Regions from separate parts of the Arabidopsis thaliana genome. Here region 1 is linked to region 2. Evidence: chromatin contacts called from public capture Hi-C data. All regions are on one chromosome and are shown on one strand. The core of a region is the stretch at or near the end of the contact, and the rest is flanking DNA. Distances in the headings are between cores, read along the strand shown.

Evidence for each region. Capture Hi-C pulls out chosen DNA fragments and counts their contacts.
Region 1: a contact with region 2 is called in a capture Hi-C map of seedling, with 2.1 times the contacts expected there. A contact is called at or near these places in 3 of 26 Hi-C or Micro-C datasets (callus, leaf and root) and 1 of 3 other capture datasets (seedling).

Annotation. Positions count from the first base shown.
Region 1 is chr4:4,885,486-4,888,310 of TAIR10.1, reverse strand. It overlaps ACS11 (1-aminocyclopropane-1-carboxylate synthase 11), which reads right to left and starts at 1,349. Exons shown (of 4, transcript NM_116873.2): 1 at 1,059-1,349; 2 at 818-949; 3 at 414-574; 4 at 1-320. The coding sequence starts at 1,199. It overlaps AT4G08039 (Defensin-like (DEFL) family protein), which reads left to right and starts at 2,276. Exons shown (of 2, transcript NM_001036515.1): 1 at 2,276-2,338. The coding sequence starts at 2,276.
Region 2 is chr4:4,827,776-4,830,735 of TAIR10.1, reverse strand. AT4G07990 (Chaperone DnaJ-domain superfamily protein) reads left to right here and starts at 1,569. Exons shown (of 7, transcript NM_116868.4): 1 at 1,569-1,921. The coding sequence starts at 1,799.

The sequences.
Region 1 (2,825 bases), core at 100-2,599, 58 kb before region 2:
TCTTGTCCTTAGCCACTTCTAGAACGCTGGTGAACTCAGGAGAGTCGAAAACCGTTCCCGAGTAGATCTCATCGCTAACCATATGGATTTTCTTGGTTGATGTGAAGGTCAGAAGAAGATCAAGCTCTTCACGGGTGGTAGAGGTTCCAAGTGGGTTTGAAGGGTTGGTTATGAGAACTCCTTTAACATTTAGGTTATGTTTGAGAGCTCGTTCGTAGGCATCTTCTAATGCATCCTCGGTTATCTTGTACCCATTTGAGCTTACGCAATGGATAGGAACAATCTCTACTCCTGTCCTCCATTTGAGATCTCTATCAAACCTTCATGATGACAAAAAACAAAAAACAAATTTAGTCTCTCTTGTAAATAACACTAACATATTCAGAAACGTTAGTGTAAAAATATACACGTACCCTGGATAATAAGGTGCAGGGATAAGAAAGGCATCTCCTGGATTAGCAAGACAGAACATTAGAGTCTCGTTAGCCGAGGTTGATCCAGCTGTAAGAACCATCTTGTTCGTATCGAATTTCACTTTGTTCTCTCTGATTTTCCCCATGAACTTCGCCATGGCCTGTTGTGTAAAACCATAGAATATTTAGTATCATAGTTTGACTCTACTCCTATAATGTTTACTCTCTTTTTATATATCCGAAAAACCGAATCCAAAAAGAATAATAATAATAAATAAAAAAATAACCACACGCGAATTTTCGATCTTTTGAATTCGAAATATCAAAACCCTATCGATTATTTGTTTCCGTTAAAGTTAAACTAAACTGAAACTTTGTTTAAACACTCCCAATATGTTACTTACATCCTTGAAAGCTGGCAAGCCATGGTAATCTTGGAACAGAGCTAATTGTCTAAACACCGACTCATCATTTTTCTTCAAACCCAAGACTTCTGGATGCTCTTCAAGCCATTTCTCTATTAGGTCAAAAGAAAGCTGCAAAAAGAACGGAAACAACAACCGATAAACAAAAGTTTGGAAATTGTGTACATACTAGTTTTGTTCTCTATGAGTTAAAATAGTTAGTAGATTCATTGATACAAACCTGGTTTTCAGCAAGACCCATTTGAACAATCCCACTAGTGTTAAACGACTCGTGGAAAGGATTCTTCTCGTATTCTTGCCATCCAAGGAAGTAGGATGAGTCTTGTCCATGAGAGTCGCCAACAACTTTGCTTGACAACATTTTTTTTAAATGCTATAACTTGGTGATCAATATAGCAAGTAAAAGTACTTTCACTTTGTAGCTCAACAATAGATATATAGATAGAAAAGTAGAAGAAAAGTTTTGGTGGATAGAGAATGTGAGCCCTGTTGAGGAACAAAGAAAGAAGAATGGTGAATATATAATGTAGAGGAAGCTAAGGGAGGTGATCTATTAGGAGACATTGTCCCGACATTATTAGCTATAGTGAAAGTAGACGGTGTTGATTCTTTTGACTAAAAAACCCACACGTACAAAATTATTTAATTATTCTGACCCACACCCACACGTACACTTTTTTTTTCTATTTAATGCTTATAATATTTTTTAATCGTATGATAATTTTTAGAAAATGTTTTTCCTTGTTAAATTAGAGTTTACAATTTGGAAGTATTATTTATTTGTATTTATTCTCTCATTTCCTTTGAGTTTCCGATGTATTTGTTATCCTATCTGTATGTTCCTTTTTATTTTTGATAGTGGACAGCAAGGACATAAACAAAAGGTAGACGTATATTATAAGGTCGGGGATATTTTTAATCATGCAATAAAACAAAATTTGGAGATTTGAATCACACAATATATCAATCATACTTCATCGGTTTGGTAGAAAGATGCTGATGAAAGCAATGAGGTTTAACATGTAGAGATAGAAATGGCATGGGAACACTTTATGCATATGAGGTCTCTCCCATCTTAAGCTTTTATCGTAATCTTCTATTATTGTTAATATGATTTTTCATCTTTTTACTCTTTCACCAGGGAAACAATAATTGACGAAAACTCTTTTCTATAACGTAACTCTTTTTTTTTTATTGCTTCTTCTATTTTTGTGTTATTTGTGGGAACTCACTTTAGTTTTTTTTTTTTTTTTTCTAGTCGTTCTTATGCTCTAAAGTTTTTTTTGTATATGTAAAGCACACAAAAACGTCTCAGTCAGATTTTCAAATTTTGGAAAGTAACCCATCTTAAAAGTGAAAATGACTATTAAAGTTGACAAAGAATGGTAAAAAGTTATAAGGTAAATCAGTAGAGATTATAGTTTTGGTTGAAATGGAATGTCTTGTTTTAGCTTTCTAGTATATTTTCTTCTCTTTATAGTAACAAAAATGTCTCAGTCAGTCAGGTTTTCAAATATACTATAAAGGGAAGAAATCTTATAAGTTTTGTTACTACCTTTATAGTAACTTTTAACATAAAATTTTCCCACGTATAGTTTCGTTGTCTAAAGTAAACACAAGGGAAGATAATATACCTTAATGGATCATCTCCAGTAATTGGGTTAAATTCTCTCATTTTCATCACCAATTTCATCGTTAGAGCATTTCAAATCACTTAAAATAAACATCAATTATAAAGATATAGAAATGGGTCATAGCCTCATAGGTAATCATATCAATGTAAAAAAAAAAAAAATGCAAAATGACTCTTTCTAGCAAAATTGTATAACTTTTGAATAATGCATGAGACTCACAAATCGAATCATGACACTTCTTCAAGAAAATAAGAAATTGTTCTCATAAGACACACTTTTCATTTTTGATGTTGAATGATCAGGAGAAAATAAATATCTACTAAGCTTATACTTAAGAACAAGATCATAAAAAG
Region 2 (2,960 bases), core at 320-2,819:
GAATGAAGAGTGTCGTGGATTATATAGAGGATTTTTTACAACTATTTTACGACTAAACACTGTAGACGCTCAGAAATTAGGTGTACCTACCCAGCAACGCGAAAAACATTTTCCAATGGTATTATACGACAACTATGCGACTATTGGACGACAAAGTGAAAATAGTCGTAGTATCGTCGCCTGTTTTGCGACTAATGTTTAAAGTCGGATATGTAGTCGTCAATATACGACTACTTTACGACTACTTATTTTTTTCAGTAATGTCGTCGTCAAATAGTCGTACTTGGACGACTATTTACCGACTAAAGCTTGTAGTCGCTAAAATACGACTATGGAACGACCAATTTGTCTATTGTCGTAACGTCGTCGTCCATCAGTCGTAATATAGTCGCAAAAAAGGACGAATACATTGTTAGTCGCCTTGCGTAGTCGTCGTTTGCCTATTTTCTTGTAGTGATTGACTCATTCTCTCCATACATGAGCCAAGCTTTGTACCCCGGCATAAACCCATCCCCATATAAATGCATCCAAACTTAAGATACCAGAATAACTCTTAAAATTAGTTATGTAGAACACGGACAATACATTTGTTTTGATTTGATGGTTACTGGTTGGTTTGTCGCAAATGCCATGAATTGTTTAAGACCTTCTGTATATTCTGGCGTTAGCAACTCCGTCACCGGATCACGCATGGGCTGGTCCATCCATGATCAAAAATAATTAAACGGATTCGAAGAAACCATTTCTCTCTGGTTCTATTTTGTTGCTTGGACGATTTTGTCAATGAGGGTAGAAAAAATAAAGATGAGAATTATCAATTTTTCCGACGAGTTTTTGACGGATGTCAGACGAGTTTTCGACTGATTTTCGTTGGAGATTTGATGATTTTTTTATAAATAACTATACGCACGGCTATTTGACCGGACGGCTACTTAACCGAGTGTATTTTGTTGGAATTTTGTCGGAAAGGTACAACATATTCTGACGAATATTAGAGGTGTCAAAACGGATATATTTTGGTCGGAAATCCGTCGAAATATTTGGTCGGAGTTTCGTTGGAAATCACTGACGAATTGTCGACCATTTTGAATCCATAGGAAAGTTTCGACGGTGTTTTGACGGGAAACATGTCGTCAGAAATCCGTCGGAATATCATTACGAAGCCGTCGAAAATTTCTGACTATTTATTTAACGTCGGAAAATTTGTCAAAAAAGTCTTTCAGCACAAAGAAGAGCTATACAATGGATTTTGACTCGGTTCCTCTCAACAAGACAAATAAGGCTTTTGTGCGTCGATCCCTTAGCTCCTAATTCAGATTTTTTTTCTAGATTCTCTTTATTTCTAATCAATTTACTTATTAATTCGTTCTTTTGTTTATCTCCCTATGTTTTTTTAGTTTTTGAAGGTTAAAATCCTGCCAACTTTAGTATTATACTATATATTTCTTCCTTGTATTTCACCTTTGGATAATTTCATGAATTATTCAGACGAAAAAAAAAAAAAAAAACAATATTCGTTCTTTGTTTGGGAAAGAGGCCCAATAAGGGCCCAACTATTTCTCACCTATCGAAAACAAAAAATTCTGAAAATTGTTCGTCGTCGGTACGACGGAGAGAAAACGTCTTCCAAAGACGAATTGAGGCGGTGGAAGAAGAAAAAAAAAAATCAAAATCCAATTTGATCTTCAAAGTAGTGAAGAAAGAAGAGAAGCAATCGAAATTCTCTGACGATGTTGTTACAACCCCAAAGATCCTCTTATCGATTATCGTAATTCGTAGAAAACGAAGCAGAGAGAAAATGGGAGGCGAAGATGATAAAGATAAGAAATGGAATCCTCCACCACCGCAGCAGAAGCCGGACTCAAGGCCTTGGGAAGTCCTCGCGGCTTTTGTAATCTGCGCAACCGCTACTACTTTCGCCGTGAGTCAAAATTCATTAGTTTTGTTTTCGTTCATATCTCGAAATTGTGTTTAAGAACTGTTTAAAGAGTTTGATAACGTTATAGTTGATAAAGTTGTAGTTATTCAATGGAAACTTATAGGCTCTGATTGGTGATATAAAGTGTGAATTTCATAGGCTTTGCTTGAGGTCAGAGTAGCTTTAGTTTTCCGGTTTTGACGTGCTTTCGTGCGTGCTCGTACGCGATGATTGATGGTTTTGAAATGATTAGTTAGAGAGTTTGAAAAGGTTATAGTTGATTCTTTTTTGTTCTGACATTCTTAGTAGTAATGGAAAATTATAGGCTGGTGATATAAAGTGTAAATTTCATAGGCTTTGCTTGAGGTCAGAATAGCTTTAGTTTTCGGGTTTTTACGTTCTAACGTGCGTGCTCGTACGCGATGATTGATGGTTGAGAAATGATTAGCTAGAGAGTTTGATAAGGTTTTACTTGATTCTTTTTTTGTTGTGACATTCTAAGTAGTAATGGAAAATTATAGGCTCTGATTGGTGACATATAGTGTGAATTTCATTGGCTTTGCTTGAGGTCAAAATAGCTTTAGTTTTCGGGTTTTACGTGCTTTCGTGCTCGTACGCGATGATTGATGGTTTTGAAATGATTAGTTAGAGAGTTTGATAAGGTTCTAGTTGATTCTTTTTTGTTATGACATTCTCTGTAAGTAATGGAAAAATTATAGAGACTGTGATTGGTGATACAAAGTGTGAATTTTCATAAGCGGCGTACTTTAAGCGAGATTGATCTTAATGTTTGTTGGTGTGAGGGTTTGATGATTGGTTTTAGTTGTGTCAATGTTGTATCGAATTATGCTTGAGAAAGTAGCTTTTTGGTTTTCTGTGCTTTCGTGCTCATAGTCGAGGATTGATGGTTGAGAAATGATTAGCTACCGGGTTAGATAAGGTTCTAGTTGGTTCATCTTTAGAGGAGCTTATTGGCATTTGTGTTCATTGTGAATGATAATATGACTCTCGCAATAAAAAAAATTTAATGGAAAAGTTTAGG